Regions from separate parts of the Sus scrofa genome. Here all the other regions are linked to region 1. The links are chromatin contacts, called in public HiChIP or PLAC-seq maps. All regions are on one chromosome and are shown on one strand. The core of a region is the stretch at or near the end of the contact, and the rest is flanking DNA. Distances in the headings are between cores, read along the strand shown.

Region 1 (4,815 bases), core at 1,259-3,758:
TATATCTGGCCAAATTCCAACACAAATAAAATGGTTGTCACTTTCAAATAGTCAATCTGCACATGAGTGTTTTTTTTTTTAATACTTAATTGTGAATATTTGCCAAATAAAGGGGGGATTTTGCTTTGTTCTTTATTCTGCCATTTCACAAGTAACAATATTAAAGTTTGCAAGTCAGCTTCACCACTTGGACTATGAAACACCAGCAGACTTCCTCTAGCACAGGCTGCCTACAGGCTTAAGACACAAATTTATATGGGGGGGGGGAAAAAAACAGCTATGTAAAACTCAACTGCAGATCACACTGTCCACAAATGTGCAAGAGCAGAAAAGGAAAGGCATGGAGGGTGGCTCCCCGGTGGTAGACACACAGCACATCAAAAGGCATCAAGAGCACCATTTGGCTACTAGAAGCAACTTACGTACACGGGTTCAACTGACCACAGCGTCCCTTGTTAAGCCAGCAAACCACATTATCAGCAGAGGCACTCTGCACCTTAGCTCCAACAGAAAGCAGGCCACCAAGCAGAACGTTTATAAAGGGCAAGACCTGTAAAAATTACTGTCAAGTAGCAAGACTAGAATACCCAACATTACTGACCTTGCTTTGATACCAAACGGTGGTAGAAATCCCATTGAAACCTCTACAATCCCTGGTTATGCCTTTCAAACCTGGGAGCCTAAGTATCAATGAGAGTTTAAATTCCAAAACATGTGAGCAGTGGAAAGAACGACGATTATTTTTGGTCCAATGTATTTTTAAACTAAAGATATGGTACCTTCCGTGTAATAATAACAGACAAAACATAGAAAAAGAAAAAAAAACCACCCCATCCTTCCCAGTATTTAACTTCCAAACATTTCAAAGTAGCTGTATTTCTTAGAACTCAAGATCTTCACTTCCAGTGCTGCCATGCTTCACTTACTGGATCAAAGCCTATAAAATAAACTTCACAGGGGGGTCTATCACATTTCTTCTCAAGCAATGAAAACTGGCTTCTAGCCATAAATATTGCACACATCAAAACAGAAGGTGATGTAGTCCTTGCTACTAAAGAAACAGAATGACTAACATCATTTTAAAATTAAACACTGAGCTAAGGAAAGTTTTTATGTCTAAAACTAAGATACTGATATGATCATAATAAATTCAGACTCAGGGAACTTTGGAAGTAAGTATCCCCATTTTATAAACTGAAAGAAAAAGGTAAACAGCCAATCCCCTGTACAATTTCATTTCCTTCTATTTACAACTCAACCTTAGTGAAGCCTATTCAAGTTGGCAGGAAAGCCAAGGACCAAAGCAGATCTTATTATTCCCATAGGAGGTGCAGAAAACTGAAAATGCTATTCCCTCAGATCACCTGGTAGCTATCACTCCTACATAGGTAAGAGTCCAAAATATCCCAGCCTCAATCTTGAATCCAACATGTGCCATTCTGACCCAGTTTGCAAATCACAGCTCACATACAATGATACAATTCAATTAATATCTCTTTACTAGCTTCAAACACTAGTGAGTTAAATAGCCTTAATTCAAGAAAGAAAAAAAAAAAACTAACTTCAAAAGCAGCACAGCAAAATTTCCTCAACTTTTCCTGCTAGCCCCCAAATAAGCCTTTTAGGCATTATCCTAGGTGGTTTTAATAAATGTACTTAAATAGATTACAGATACATTTAAGCATTCCTCCTGAGTTTTGACTTGCCTTTTGTAAATGACAACGGTTTTGAGGTTTAATTCACTTATATACAGCTACACATATCCTTATATATTAAGTAATGACTAAGAAGTAATGAGTATAAAAGTGACAGAGACTGAGACAATGAAAAGATAAATCCGATACTTGACTTCCAGTGGACACTCAGTCATCCTTGACAAAATTCTGCAGTTGTGACACCCAACTTCTACCCTAGGAGTAACTCCTCTCAATTCAAGGAAGCTCGTGGGAGGCTAGCTCTCCTTTTATTCTTCTTTTTTTTAAACACAGCAGCTAATACTGGTTAAAAGTTATTTTCACTCATTCAAACTATCACTTACATGAATACACCCAGCTAACCAAGGTCAGTAAAGACAAGGAGAAAGAACTAATGCATCCCCTTTAAATCTAGCCTAACCTACTTTGGGAATGATAAGGATGACATGATGCCCTCTTCACTCTGTGGCAGGGCTTAACACAGACAGACCTGCCCGTTTCACTGTTAACTTCAATGCTCCCAGTCTGAATCCACAGTGGTCTGTCAGACACTGTAAGGGAGCAGCAGGATTCGTCACTGTCTGATGTAATAGCTGCCATTTGTTGAGACCTATGGTAGAAAAAACCAAGTTAACAAAAATAGAGCAGTCATTTGAGTTCTTTTTAATCCATCTTACCAAAAAAAAATTTAAAAATAAGACCAAACTTCAATTGAATTTTTCATAATTAATTTATCCTAGGTAACTCACTGGCTTCAAAGAACGTGAAGCTCTGGTAACAGGAAAGACTTGGTGTGTGCACACCAGTGCTGGCCAGGAGAGGGCACTCTCCAGCCCAAGTCAACTGAGCAGCCAAACGCCTAAAGGCTCATGAAGATGTTAGCCCTACAATAATGCTCACATTTAATGCTCCTGACAAAAAATTTTTACTAGCCTAACACTAGGCTAGTGTTGGAGTAGTCATGATCTCCTCAGTATTCAACAAGGGCCAAAGTTGTCAGCCTATCTGTAGCATATCATGAATGAGCTCAGAGTTTCCCTCTTGAAGACTGACCAAAAACTGCCCGAGTCCCATTCTCCTTTAATGCCAGGGGGGAGCATCAGGCCTGAGCTTACTGTGAGCTAACCACCTGCTTGAAATGGGTTTGACAAGGTTAGCTTTCTCATTTAAGCATAATTCAGGTAAAAGATTGTTGTTTTAAGCCTTACTTTTTAAACTATTTACTTGTTTCCTACTTCCCTACTTTAAATACAGTATAAATAAGAAACAACTCATCTATCTCATCAGTGTAATCAACTCTGGGATCACAGATTTAAACATGCAGTCCCTACAACATGTTTTTAAATGCTAAACCAGAAGTGTAGCATATAATCAAAACCTTAAGGCTCTTCTGGCACTGAAAAAGAGAAACTTTATACACCTGATCTAGAAATACATACACATGTTTACTTAATTTTAATAATTTTTTTGTCTTTTTAGGGCCACACCCATGGCATATGGAGGTTCCCAGGCTAGGGGTCTAATTGGAGCTACAGCTGGCGGCCTACACCACAGACACAGCAGCACCAGATCTGAGCCACGTCTGCGACCTACACCACAGCTCATGACAATGCCAGATCCTTAACCCACTGAGCAAGGCCAGGGATCAAACCTACAACCTCATGGTTCCTAGTCGGATGTGTTTCTGCTGTGCCACGACAGGAACTCCAAGAGTAATTTTCTTAAATGAGGTTTAATAAGTTTAAATAAAGGCTATTTATCCTTTTTTTTTAATGAGAAAACAAATATACTACTAGCTACAATGGAATAGCAGTCACACAAGAAAAAAAGATGAATGCACAAGGAATTTATCTTTTGAACCTCTCTATATTTAAAACTTGGGTTTCAATAATCATTCTAAAAAAATCTTTTTTTTTTTTTTGTCTTTTTGCCATTTCTTGGGCCGCTCCCGTGGCATATGGAGGTTCCCAGGCTAGGGGTCGAATCAGAGCTGTAGCTGCCAGCCTACGCCAGAGCCACAGCAACGCGGGATCCGAGCCGCATCTGCGACCTACACCGCAGCTCACGGCAACGCCGGATCGTTAACCCACTGAGCAAGGGCAGGGATCGAACCTGCAACCTCATGGTTCCTAGTCAGATTCGTTAACCACTGCGCCACGACGGGAACTCCAAAATCTTCTTTTCATTTCTAGCCAAGAGGAAAATCAAGAAACTGCATCAAAGAATGGTGTTATCCATGTGCATTTCCCCTCTCCAGTGCCGTGTAAAAAACAAACATGCAAGACCCCAGACCACAGAGTCTGGCCCGCTAGTCTTTTGTGTTCATGTTCAAGATGAGTTTCCTCTTAATGCTTTTAGGATCTCTAGGTCTGTCCTAAGAAACTGGCTGCAGTCATAGGATCCATTAGCAAGGGCCAGGGCACGCTGGCAATGAAGCGTAAAAGTAAGGAGACCGCATTGAAAAAGAAAAAAAATAAGAAGACGGCCCTGATAAAAGGCTACAATTTCACTGGAAATTACTTATTTTGTCCTTGAAGAGAAAGCTTACATGCAACAATGGCAGCTATTCCTGGGACGCAGCAAAGATATAAAGGGGCAAATCAGAACGAGGAAAATAAACATTCAATCTCCCCATCTCCCTTTCAGATTGTGAGAAAGGAGCAGAGGAGGTCACACTCTTAAAGCAAAGCCCAGAACTAAAAACTGAAGAATTAAGATTATATACATGTAGCTACTGTCTTCCTGGACAGTTGATATAAATTTTCTCTTATACAATGTAGAAAAATGCAATATGAACAACAAGGAAAGGCATAAATAAGTGCCTCATTTTGTAACAGACATTCTGGTTTCCTAGTCTTTTGTTTTTTGTTTTCAGGGCTGAACCCACGGCATATGCAAGTCCCAGGCTAGGGGTCAAATCAGAGCTGCAGCTGCCGGCCTACACGACAGCCACAGCAACACAGGATCAAAGCTGCATCTGTGACCTACACCACATCCAGCTCAGGGAAATGCTGGGTCCTCAACCGACTAAGCGAGGGCAAGGATCAAACCCACATCCTCATGGATACTAGTTGGATTCATTTCCGCTGCACCACAATGGAAACTCCATGGTTTTCTAGTC
Region 2 (4,815 bases), core at 1,273-3,772, 310 kb after region 1:
CCTTGACGTAAGAGTAGGATACACACTATCAGTTCATGATTCACACTGTCCATGTAGAAAAAGCAAAACAAGTTGCTCAGGAGAAACACAACTATTCTTATTACTGATACCTTAGACTTCAGAAAAATTTCTCTCGTCTAAAAGAACACCCTCAATTACCGTAGAACAGGATGTAGGAGGCAGTGGTTTTCTGGTGTAGTAAATGGAGGAATCATCTAAGTCTCTTACCAAAATCCAGATTCCTGGGTCCCAACTTGAGATTCTGATTCTCTAGCTCTAGAGTAGGAAACCAAAATCTGTATTCTAAATAAGCATTTTAGATAATTCTTATGAACAGTACCTAGAGCAGTTACCTTTAACAAGAGATGCCCATAAAATCACTGGGAACTCTGTTGAAAGTATACATGTCCCTATATTACCTTAGAACTAATAAATCATCATCTCCAGAAGTAGGACCAAAGAACCCAAAATAAAGTCGTCCAGGTGATTCTGATACACATCCTAATATGTAGGCAGATTCCGAGGAATGAAACATACCCTCTGGCAATCCCTAGCTTGCAGATATTCTAGGTTGCTAAGTAAACAGTCTAAATGATTTAATAGGCATTTATGTTTTCTGAGTTGATGACAACTTCCTATGAAAGTTGAGAGGCCTAAAAAGAAAGCCATACCTTTTTTTCTTTTTCTCTGAGCAATGAGCAAAAGTATAAACCATAGATAGGGCCAAATATACCTTAGAAAACAATTCTATCTGCCAGATAAATAAGCGATCCCCAAAGTCTCCAAAGTTCTATGCCACATAACATGGCTTAAATGATGTGATGGGGTACATTTAAATCCAAATGCTCAATTTGGCCATTAAAAAAATCACAGTAAGTAAGCCATGAATATTAAAAGTTTTCTAGTGACTCTGCCAAGAATAACTAGTTGTAAAATGTATCTCTATGTAACTACTAAGTTGATCTGCCATATGGTTGTTGTCAGTCAGTTTAAGTTGATCTGCCATATGGTTGTTGTCAGTCAGTTTAACATTGGAAGATGTCTGCCAGTCAAGACAATTTGAAGTTCGGAGTTGATCTCAAGCTTTCTTTGGGCAAGAGATGAGACTATAGGCCAACTGAACCTCTCCTAATTAATAATGATAAAATTATGACATGAACATAAAAATGCTTATACTTCTGTATTCTGTTACATGTATTTGGGGGGCAGAAGGAGTAAAGGAAAAAGCTTTACTTTAGTCTCATTAGAAATCATAGGATGAGTTAAGAGTACATTCTTATACACTCTGACTATGCTACTCAAGTATATTTTGACTGAAGAGTTATCTGCTTGGAACAAAAGAATTTTTAGAAACAGTCATTTCTAGTATTCTTCTCCATCCCCCTTGAAAAAGGAGAATAGGTAGAAAGAATTTTCAAGATCCTCAGAGATGAACTTACCGCCCAAGAGGCTTGCTTGTGTTTTAGAACCTTACAATTTTCACTTGCTCCTTTGTGGTATTTAGCAATCACAATATCCTAAAATAGGTAAACATTAAAAAAGCATCATCTTATTAAGTAATTATTGTTAATTGAAACAGTGTAATAATGGTATGGGTTGTGTTAAAAATAAGGTCTTTTTTTATTAGAGGTACAGTCTTAATTATTTACAAGTGAAATAAGATGTCTGGGATTTCCTTTGAAATACTGAACTGAACACACACACACACACACACACACACACATAATGGGGTGGAAATAGACTAGGATTGGCCTTGAACTGGTAACTGCTGAAGGTGGATAATGGGTACACATTCTCACTAGTTTCTATGTACACTGGAAAATTTCCATAATAAACAGTAAAATGAAAAGGATTATCTTATTGAGATAGACATAATTTGATTTTAGAATGATTCATTGGAGAGTTCGTTGAGAGCTTTCTGAAGATGCAGAATGAAAGACCAGATTTAACAAGAGTATTTTGCAAGTTTATGAAAGGTACACATGAAAAAGTACAACTGAGAGAAAAACCAGTTACAAGTGAACATTCACAGAACCGAAATAATGTGGGGAAGGCTAAAACATCAATATCAGCAGTGACAATACCAAAGTACAGTTGTAAACCTAAAACTCCAAACCAAATACAGTCCAACTTATTATACCTGGCCACCGCCTATGCCGGTCCATAGTTGGTGCGGGTGTCAGGGAGGCAGAGGATTGACTCATTACCTCTTACAGTTAAAAGCAACAGCCGGGAGAGAAGCGACAGGAATGCAGTCGCTGAGCATACTCTGCAGAAGCAAACGAACGCCTGGGATCCTGGCTTTGTCACTTAGAGGCTGGGTACCTGTCCAGGCTTCAATCCCTCAACTGGGGATGACAATAGTACCTACCTTATAGGATTGTTGGGAGGTTTAATTGTGAGCATGCATGTAAAGAACACCACCTTGTAACTAGTAGGACCTGTTGTGTATTATTAAGGACGGAGCGTTTAGGAGGCGGCCCGGGCGAGTTAAGTATGCTGGCGGCGCGGGAAGAAGACTGCTTGGTCTCTGCCCGCCGTCTCGGAGCCAGAGGCGCAGGCCCAAGGGATGCTCGGGCTTTTAGGCGCCTGTCTCAGGCTCCAATTCGCTCTCGACTCAGGCTGGGGCCCAGCCTCGGGGCGTTGAAACCAGCGGTGGCGCCTTGGGTCCGACCCCGGAGCAGGAACTTGCGGAGCGCGGTGAGGCAGGAGCGCCCGCAGTCTCCTCAGCTCCAGCCGCGCTGGGTTCCATCCGGGTTCTCCGGGTGGCTTCCCGCCCGCACACTGGGCGAGGTGCATCCCGGCACGCAGGCGCGATGGCAAAAGGCTGAAGGCACCGCTGACTTGACTAAGGAGCATGCGCGCTGGCCCGCTTTTCAGACTAGTGGCGCTGGAAATTTTTTGCTTATTGTGTCGGCCAAAAAGGATGAATTGTAGAGTCTCAGAGATGGAAGACACTGGACGTCCATATAGTTCTACCTTTTAACATTCAGAGCACTAGAAATGAAACTTTATATTGTGTCAGGGTTTGGGCTTGGAGATTATAAACTCCAGTAATTAACCATTTCCTATGTGTAATAAATGAGGTAAAAGAGAAGGAAGCTCATTCCACTCCCAAATTAAACATTCAGGCAAATGGGACAAGTTGTAAATGCCATTAAGATGCTAATGGTAGAGGATGAGTCCTCTTGCCCACACGTGTTGCCCTCTTCCCACAAATTAGAGCGTGTGGATGAATTTGCTAAGAATCATAGGAGAAAAGATTGTTTAAAAATTTTAAAGCCCGCACCTGCAGCATATGTTAGTTCCTGGGACAGGTATTGAATCCAAGCCACAGCTGTGACTCCAGCTAGCTGCAGCTGTGGCAACACCAGATCCAATAACACTGTGCAGGGCTGGGGATCAAACCCTCCTGAGCTGCTGCAGTAGGGTTCTTAATCCATTGTGCCATGGCGGGGACGCCAAAAGATTTATTTAAAATTCTTAGATTACAGGCTCTTAAAGATATAAATGCATGATAGACTTCAGAGAAAAACCCCAAGCTGTAAACTAGAAAATGGCAAAACAAACCAACCTACTCTTTCCTATTTTGAGGGTATTTAATGAAATCACATTCTATTTATTTTTTATATAAGCTTGTGAGAAGCATCCTGCAAAAGTGGGGGAAGGGAAAGTGTCAAAGAATGTAGGAGAGATGCATCATTTTCTTTCTTTTTTTTTTTTTTGTCTTTTTGCCTTTTCTAGGGCCGCTCCCCTCAGCATATGGAGGTTCCCAGGCTAGGGGTCTAATCCTAGCCATAGCCTTCGGCCTACACCAGAGCCACAGCAATGCAGGATCCGAGCCACGTCTGCGACCTACACCACAGCTCACGGCAACACCAGATCCTTAACCCACTGATCAAGGCCAGGGATTGAACCTGAAACCTCATGGTTCCTAGTCGGATTCGTTAACCACTGAGCCATGATGGGAACTTCTGGTGCATCATTTTCAAGTATTGAGGGTGAACCTGATAAAAAGATTGAGAGGCTATCTAAGGTTTCTGTCAGTGAGAGAAATTGCAAAAGAGCAGCCTTCCTGGTCCAGAAACCTGGGCTTTAAATGCAAGAGAAAGGAGTGGGCTTTAGAGTCAGAGACTTGGCTTTATGTACTGGCACCAACACTTTTAACTGATAGGACTTGAGCAAGTTACCTGGAGTTATTAAGTCCTTAGCTAACTATAAAATATGGCTGTTATCCATTACTCACCCCATGAAATTCTTTTGAAGAGATAACACATGAAAATTACAGGAGTTACTGTTGTGGCTCAGTGGGTTAAGAACCTGACTAGTATCCATGAGGATTCAGGTTTGATCTCTGGCCTTGCTGAGTGGGTTAAGGAGCCGGCATTGGTGCAAGCTGCAGCATAGGCCACATATCTCGCTCAGATGTGGCATCGCCATGGTTGTGGCATAGGTTGGCAGCAGCAGCTCCGATTTGACCCCTAGTCTGTGAACTTCCCTATGTTGCAGGTGCGGCCCTGTGAAGAAAAAAAAGAAAAAGAAAAAAAGTTCCAGCCCAAAGTTCCAGCATTCAAAAGGTAATTATTGAGATAATAAAATCACACCTCTTATCTTCAGTAATGTTCAAGATGTTACCTTTTTTCCAGAATGAAACAGAACTACGACATGATTTCAAATGTTATAGAATTCTTCCTAAAATCAGAGTAAATTAGGTTTCACAGAAGATGGAACAGAAGCCCAGAAATGTTGGAATTCCCATTGTGACACAGTGGAAACAAATCCAACTAGTATCCATGAGGATGCAGGTTTGATCCC
Region 3 (4,815 bases), core at 590-3,089, 260 kb after region 1:
CCTGTGAGCAGGCAAGTTTGGCCACTGAGCTAACTGGCAGTCGGTCAGAAAGGCATCCAGTAGTTCCCACTGCGGCTTGGCTGGTTGGTTACAAACCTGACTAGTATCCATGAGGAAAGAGATTCTATCCCTGGCCTCACTCAATGGGTTAAGGATCCAGCATTGCCATGAGCTTTGGTGTAGGTCTCAGACATGGCTTGGATCTAGTGTTACTGTGGCTGTATCTGGCAGCTACAGCTCTGATTGGACCCCTAACCTGGGAACTTCCATATGCCACAGGTGTGGCCCTAAAAAGGAAAAAAAAAAAAAAAAGAAAGACATCCAGAGGAGGAGTGGGCATCCAGATTCGACCCCTGGCCCAGCACAGTGGGTGAGGGATCCAGTGTTGCCATAACTAGAGTTTACGTCATGACTGTGGCTCCCATTTGATCTCTGGCCCAGGAGCTTCATATTCGGCGGGGTAGCCAGAAATGACCGAAAAAAAGGGGGACTTGACCAGCGCAGCTTAGTTCTGGATATCTAGCCCTTTAGAGAGGACTCAAAGAAAGCCTCAGTGGGTGAGCTACAGAGGGTGTTAAAATGGAAATTTTCAGCGGGGCACGAGGTCACACGAGAGGTTGCACGCTAAACCACTAAGTTGAGGGGTCAGGCCAAAAAACGAAGAAGTGACAAAACAACCATTTGAGAGCCCATTCTATGACTCTGGGCACCCTTGGATTTTAAAATGTGACCAGCGTCCCTGGGAGGGGAAAGGGCATGGACATGCATCGTGAAAAAGGGGAAGAGGAAGAGAGAGCGCTCTGCTGTCCAGGAAGGGGGCTGACGGCCTTCCTGTCCTCCCTGGTCGATGGAAGGTACTGGACATTCTGCAGCCCCAGCCAGCCTGGGCCAGAAAGATCAGAACAGAAAGAGGGCAGCCCAGCAGCGATAACCATGCAGGGTGGATACCAGAAAACCAGACAACCAGAAGCTGAGGGTGAGGCCTGGACTTGCCTGTGAAAGGAAAGTGTGCAAAAGGCCAGGGATAGAGCAGCTTCACGACTGTTCCGGTTGGAGGACTCAACCTGGGAAAGCCTGAGGAGCCCACAGAAGGCACCCCACAGAAGAGACGTCATCAGTGTCCACCCTGTCCCAGCAGTGAAACAAGTAAGGACCCTCCTGTCATCTGTCCCTTTACCTCTCCGTCCTTCAACCTGGAGAGAGGTGGCCTGGGAGAGGGAGCAGATGGTCCTGCCAGCCTCACACCTGTGCAGGGGAGAGGAGAAGTCTCACCTTTGACTAAAGATGGATTCCTTGGGAGTGAATTACCAGGGGGCAGGGGTGGGGTAGAGCTCCCTCACTGCTAAATTATAAAGGGGCAGAGGGAGACAAAAATAAAGTTGCAGTTTGCTGTCCCCTAGTGCAATGTGTGCTCAGGCAAGCCTGGCAAATGTGGGGGAAGTTTACATGCAGGATGTAACTTTTGGAACACGGTGTCCTAGACACACTGTAGGCCCCAGGAATCTTCATCTCCTTACCTGGTCTGCTTGATGAGAGCCTTGCAAAACTGGTCTTAGTGTTACTTGTGAGCTGGGACACAAGTAGGGCCCCAGGAGAGAAACTGAATTCTCAAAGCAGGTTTGAAATAGTTAGGAAAGTGCCAACCTGAAAATATTTTCCGAGAGGGAGGGAGGGAAGGAGGGAAGGAAGAAGTAGGGCAAGTCTCCCAGGCAGATGAGAGTCTGCAAGTCAGGCAGGGGAGAGAGACAGCTGGAGGAGAGAAAGCCAGGAGGGAGGGGAAGAGCTCCTCTTTTTTCTCACCTCCACTCCCACACTCCAGGGAGGAGGGTCTTCTCTCCAGCCCACGTCCTTCCCCTCCAGCCTCTTTGGACCACAGGGGATCCCGCTCAGTGGTGCCGGCCCACTCAGGGGCTCAGGGGCTGGGTGGAGGCCTAGGGCTCTGGAACAAGCCGAGAGGAAGGGATTTCTCAGGGCTGGAGCCTGGAGGTTCCTGCAGCCTGAGCCAGGAACTGTTTTGGAAATAAAGGCGGGGCGATTAGATTCTTGTTCCAAACCCAGAGGGATGGAGAGGGCAATCTCCTTGCCTCCAGGACACCTCAAAACAAACAAACAAACAAAAAACAACAGGAGTTCTCATTGTAGCCCAGAGGAAATGAATCCGACTAGTATCCACAAGGATGCCACAAGGATGCGAGTTTGACCCTTGACCTTGCTTAATGGGTTAAGGATCCTGCATTGCTGTGAGCTGTGGTGTAGGTCACAGATCCCATGTCGCTGTGGTTGTGGTGTGGGCCATCAGCTGTAGCTCTTATTCGACCCCTAGCCTGGGAATTTCCACATGCCATGGGGTATGGTGCCCTAAACCAAATAAACAACCTCCCCAAACCCCAAAAACCCCCAAAACACCAGGCTCCAAATAACCCCACTCCCAGCCTCCCCTGCTCTGGGCCCCTCAGCCTATTCTCCACACCACGGAGGTAAAAAAACCTGGAGTCAAGAAGTGCTAGGAGAGGGTCCAAGGCCCCAAGGCATCCAGACAGGTTCATTCTTGCAAGATTTTAAAAATAAATTTAGAATGACAAACTTGAGGAGAGCCCCAGGGGGCCATCCAATCCAACCCCTTTGGATATAGACAGGGAAACTGAGGCAGAGGCAAACTGTCTTAAGTGGACATCTATAAAGTTCCAGGAAACATGCAAAGCTCTTTACTGGAATTATTTTATTTGAAGTTTACAATAAACCCTATGAAGACAGTAACCTTCTTGTGTTCAGAAGAAATAGAGGCTCTGAGAAGTGAAATGATTTTCTCAAAGTCATACAATTCGAATACTGGGAGAACATTTGAACCTGCATCTGAAGGGCTCTGAAGACTATTCATAATATATAATGTAATACATCTAGCTCCCTTCCCTGGTATCTACCCCCTGCACCGCCCCTGCCACCGCGTGCACTGCTTTATAGAAGAGGAAACTGAAGCTTGGAGAGGCTAATTTGCTCATATTTACACAACTAGTTCATGCAGAAGTTATATTTGAACTTAGGTTTGGCTGACCCTAATGCCCAAATGCTTTCCATTATGTCAGCGTTTCTCAGATTTTCTTCCTAAATATTCCAAATTATAGGAGAGATCTTGAAGCATATACCAAAGCCACACACAGCAATAGAGAAATTTCTTTGATATCTCTCATCTTTTATTATATCATTTTGCACGCACAAACATAGAATTCATGATTTTGAAAATGTGTAAGGGATGTCTTTTCTCCCTCAGGATACTTGAGGACCACATGTGGTTTAGCCAAGGTGATGGGGGCAGCCTCCCGGGCCATGACAGGAGTGTTAAAGGGGTGTCCCCAAGGGCTGAACCAAAAAACCAGGGTGCACAATGCACCACTCCCCCTCCCCCACATCATCAGCTCATTCCTTGCTGAGACCTGGAAAGAGCCTCTACCATGGTCCCTTGCGCCCTCCACAGGCACTCTTCATGCCCAAGCTGAAAGGATCATGTACAAACATAACTCAGCCACATTGCTTCCTGGACAGTCTTACTCCAGTGGCTGTTGGCTGCAAATATCAGAACCCCTGAGGTATCCCTAAAGGATATCCTGCCTCTCCCCTAACCTTCCCCACTCTTCCCACAACCCCTTCCCTGCTTCAGGCCAAGCTCCATTCCTCTCCTCTGCCTGCAACCCAGCAGCCCACCCTCTTGGCATGTGACTCTTCATCCCTGGTGTTGCTGCTTAAATGTCACTTCCTCCAAGGCCTTCCTCTCAACAGTTCTCCTTTTGGAGTCCAGATCCTTGTTCTGTCTTTCCAGCCTTTACGTTTCATCTGTATTCATTGCATTTGTCTGCTTGCCACCCTACGGGGCCCGCAGCCTCTCCCTTTAAAATGGAAGCCCCACGGGAGCAGGGATGGGTTGTATCCCCAGGGCATTCAACTGCCTTGCACATAGTAGGTGTTCAAGAAATATTTGTTTGATTAATGAGTGTGTTAGACCCAGACTCCACCCTGAGGAAAATCCACAGTGAAGAGAAAACAAGGCCATGGTCTAAATCCAAAAGGGCTCTGATACCCTTGGATTCAAAGAAGTTTTCACCTTGGCCCAGTTTTTCTAACTCAAACCAGATCCAGTTCTAATCTCTCCTTTCTTTTGATCTCCTAGAGCACATTGCCCCCCACTCCCACACTGGGGAGGGGGCTTGCAGAATATTTTACATAGAGCAGATATTCCATAAACATCTGTTCAACTGACAAAGAAAAAGTATTCCTCCTTCCTTACATTTAGAAAAACTATCTTAGTTCCTAAATTGTCCTTGCTTGTGTGAGCTGAATAGGGAAGACTGTATGATAGTCTTCCTGCTGAAGGGGAAAAAAATGTTAGTTGGTTCAACCGCCAAAATGGAGTCATGAGGTGCTGAACTTGGATGAAGTTCTTGAGTCTGGTTTTAATTTGCCCAGTCCCTGGGCTTCTCATCTCAGTTAAGTAGCTAATGATTCATAAAGACACATGTTCTAGGAAAACACTAGGAGTTAAAGTGCCCCAGCCTGATGTCCACTGTCAGGGCAGGAGCCTTCTTCCTCCTCCTCCCTTTTGTCCTTGGCCCTCAGGACAGAAATCCCTAGTTCATTCCCCAGGACACTCTATTCATACTGTGATGTGAGAAGGGCCAGCAGTGGGAACATGGGTCTCTCACTGACTAGCTGAACGTGGTCTGCCAGCCGAAAAATCCAGGGACACCTCTCTGGGCCTTGAACAAGCCTGCTGAGCCTGAGTTCCGTACAATCCCCCACGGGGAATGTAAGATATAAATTATG

The links. HiChIP or PLAC-seq counts read pairs in DNA pulled down with a chosen protein or histone mark.
Region 2: a contact with region 1 is called in an H3K27ac HiChIP or PLAC-seq map of alveolar macrophages. The contact joins two enhancer-like sites. A contact is called at or near these places in 1 of 5 promoter capture datasets (liver), 6 of 47 Hi-C or Micro-C datasets (brain, embryonic fibroblasts, mesenteric adipose tissue and 2 more) and 1 of 2 datasets of contacts at active chromatin or transcription factors (alveolar macrophages).
Region 3: an H3K27ac HiChIP or PLAC-seq map of alveolar macrophages shows a contact between it and region 1. The contact joins the promoter of C1QTNF2 here to the enhancer-like site in region 1. A contact is called at or near these places in 8 of 47 Hi-C or Micro-C datasets (embryonic fibroblasts, fetal skeletal muscle, heart right ventricle and 4 more) and 2 of 2 datasets of contacts at active chromatin or transcription factors (alveolar macrophages and skeletal muscle).

Annotation. Positions count from the first base shown.
Region 1 is chr16:63,442,559-63,447,373 of Sscrofa11.1, reverse strand. It overlaps PWWP2A (PWWP domain-containing protein 2A), which reads right to left. Exons shown (of 4, transcript XR_002339711.1): 4 at 1-2,304. Among named protein-coding and RNA genes, the nearest start is that of PWWP2A, 35 kb to the right of the region's middle. Within about 2 kb of position 2,508, at least 7 of the 83 cell types and tissues checked have an H3K27ac peak or open chromatin away from gene starts, as enhancers often do. A contact at or near this core is called in alveolar macrophages, where this site is marked.
Region 2 is chr16:63,136,393-63,141,207 of Sscrofa11.1, reverse strand. SLU7 (pre-mRNA-splicing factor SLU7) reads right to left here. Exons shown (of 16, transcript XM_003134093.4): 16 at 1-4,815. LOC102168193 (a long non-coding RNA gene) reads left to right here. Exons shown (of 4, transcript XR_001301904.2): 3 at 4,510-4,577. Among named protein-coding and RNA genes, the nearest start is that of SLU7, 20 kb to the right of the region's middle. Within about 2 kb of position 2,522, at least 71 of the 83 cell types and tissues checked have an H3K27ac peak or open chromatin away from gene starts, as enhancers often do. A contact at or near this core is called in alveolar macrophages, where this site is marked.
Region 3 is chr16:63,177,606-63,182,420 of Sscrofa11.1, reverse strand. It overlaps C1QTNF2 (C1q and TNF related 2), which reads right to left and starts at 1,839. Exons shown (of 3, transcript NM_001142829.1): 1 at 1,801-1,839. LOC102168193 (a long non-coding RNA gene) reads left to right here and starts at 293. Exons shown (of 4, transcript XR_001301904.2): 1 at 293-1,146.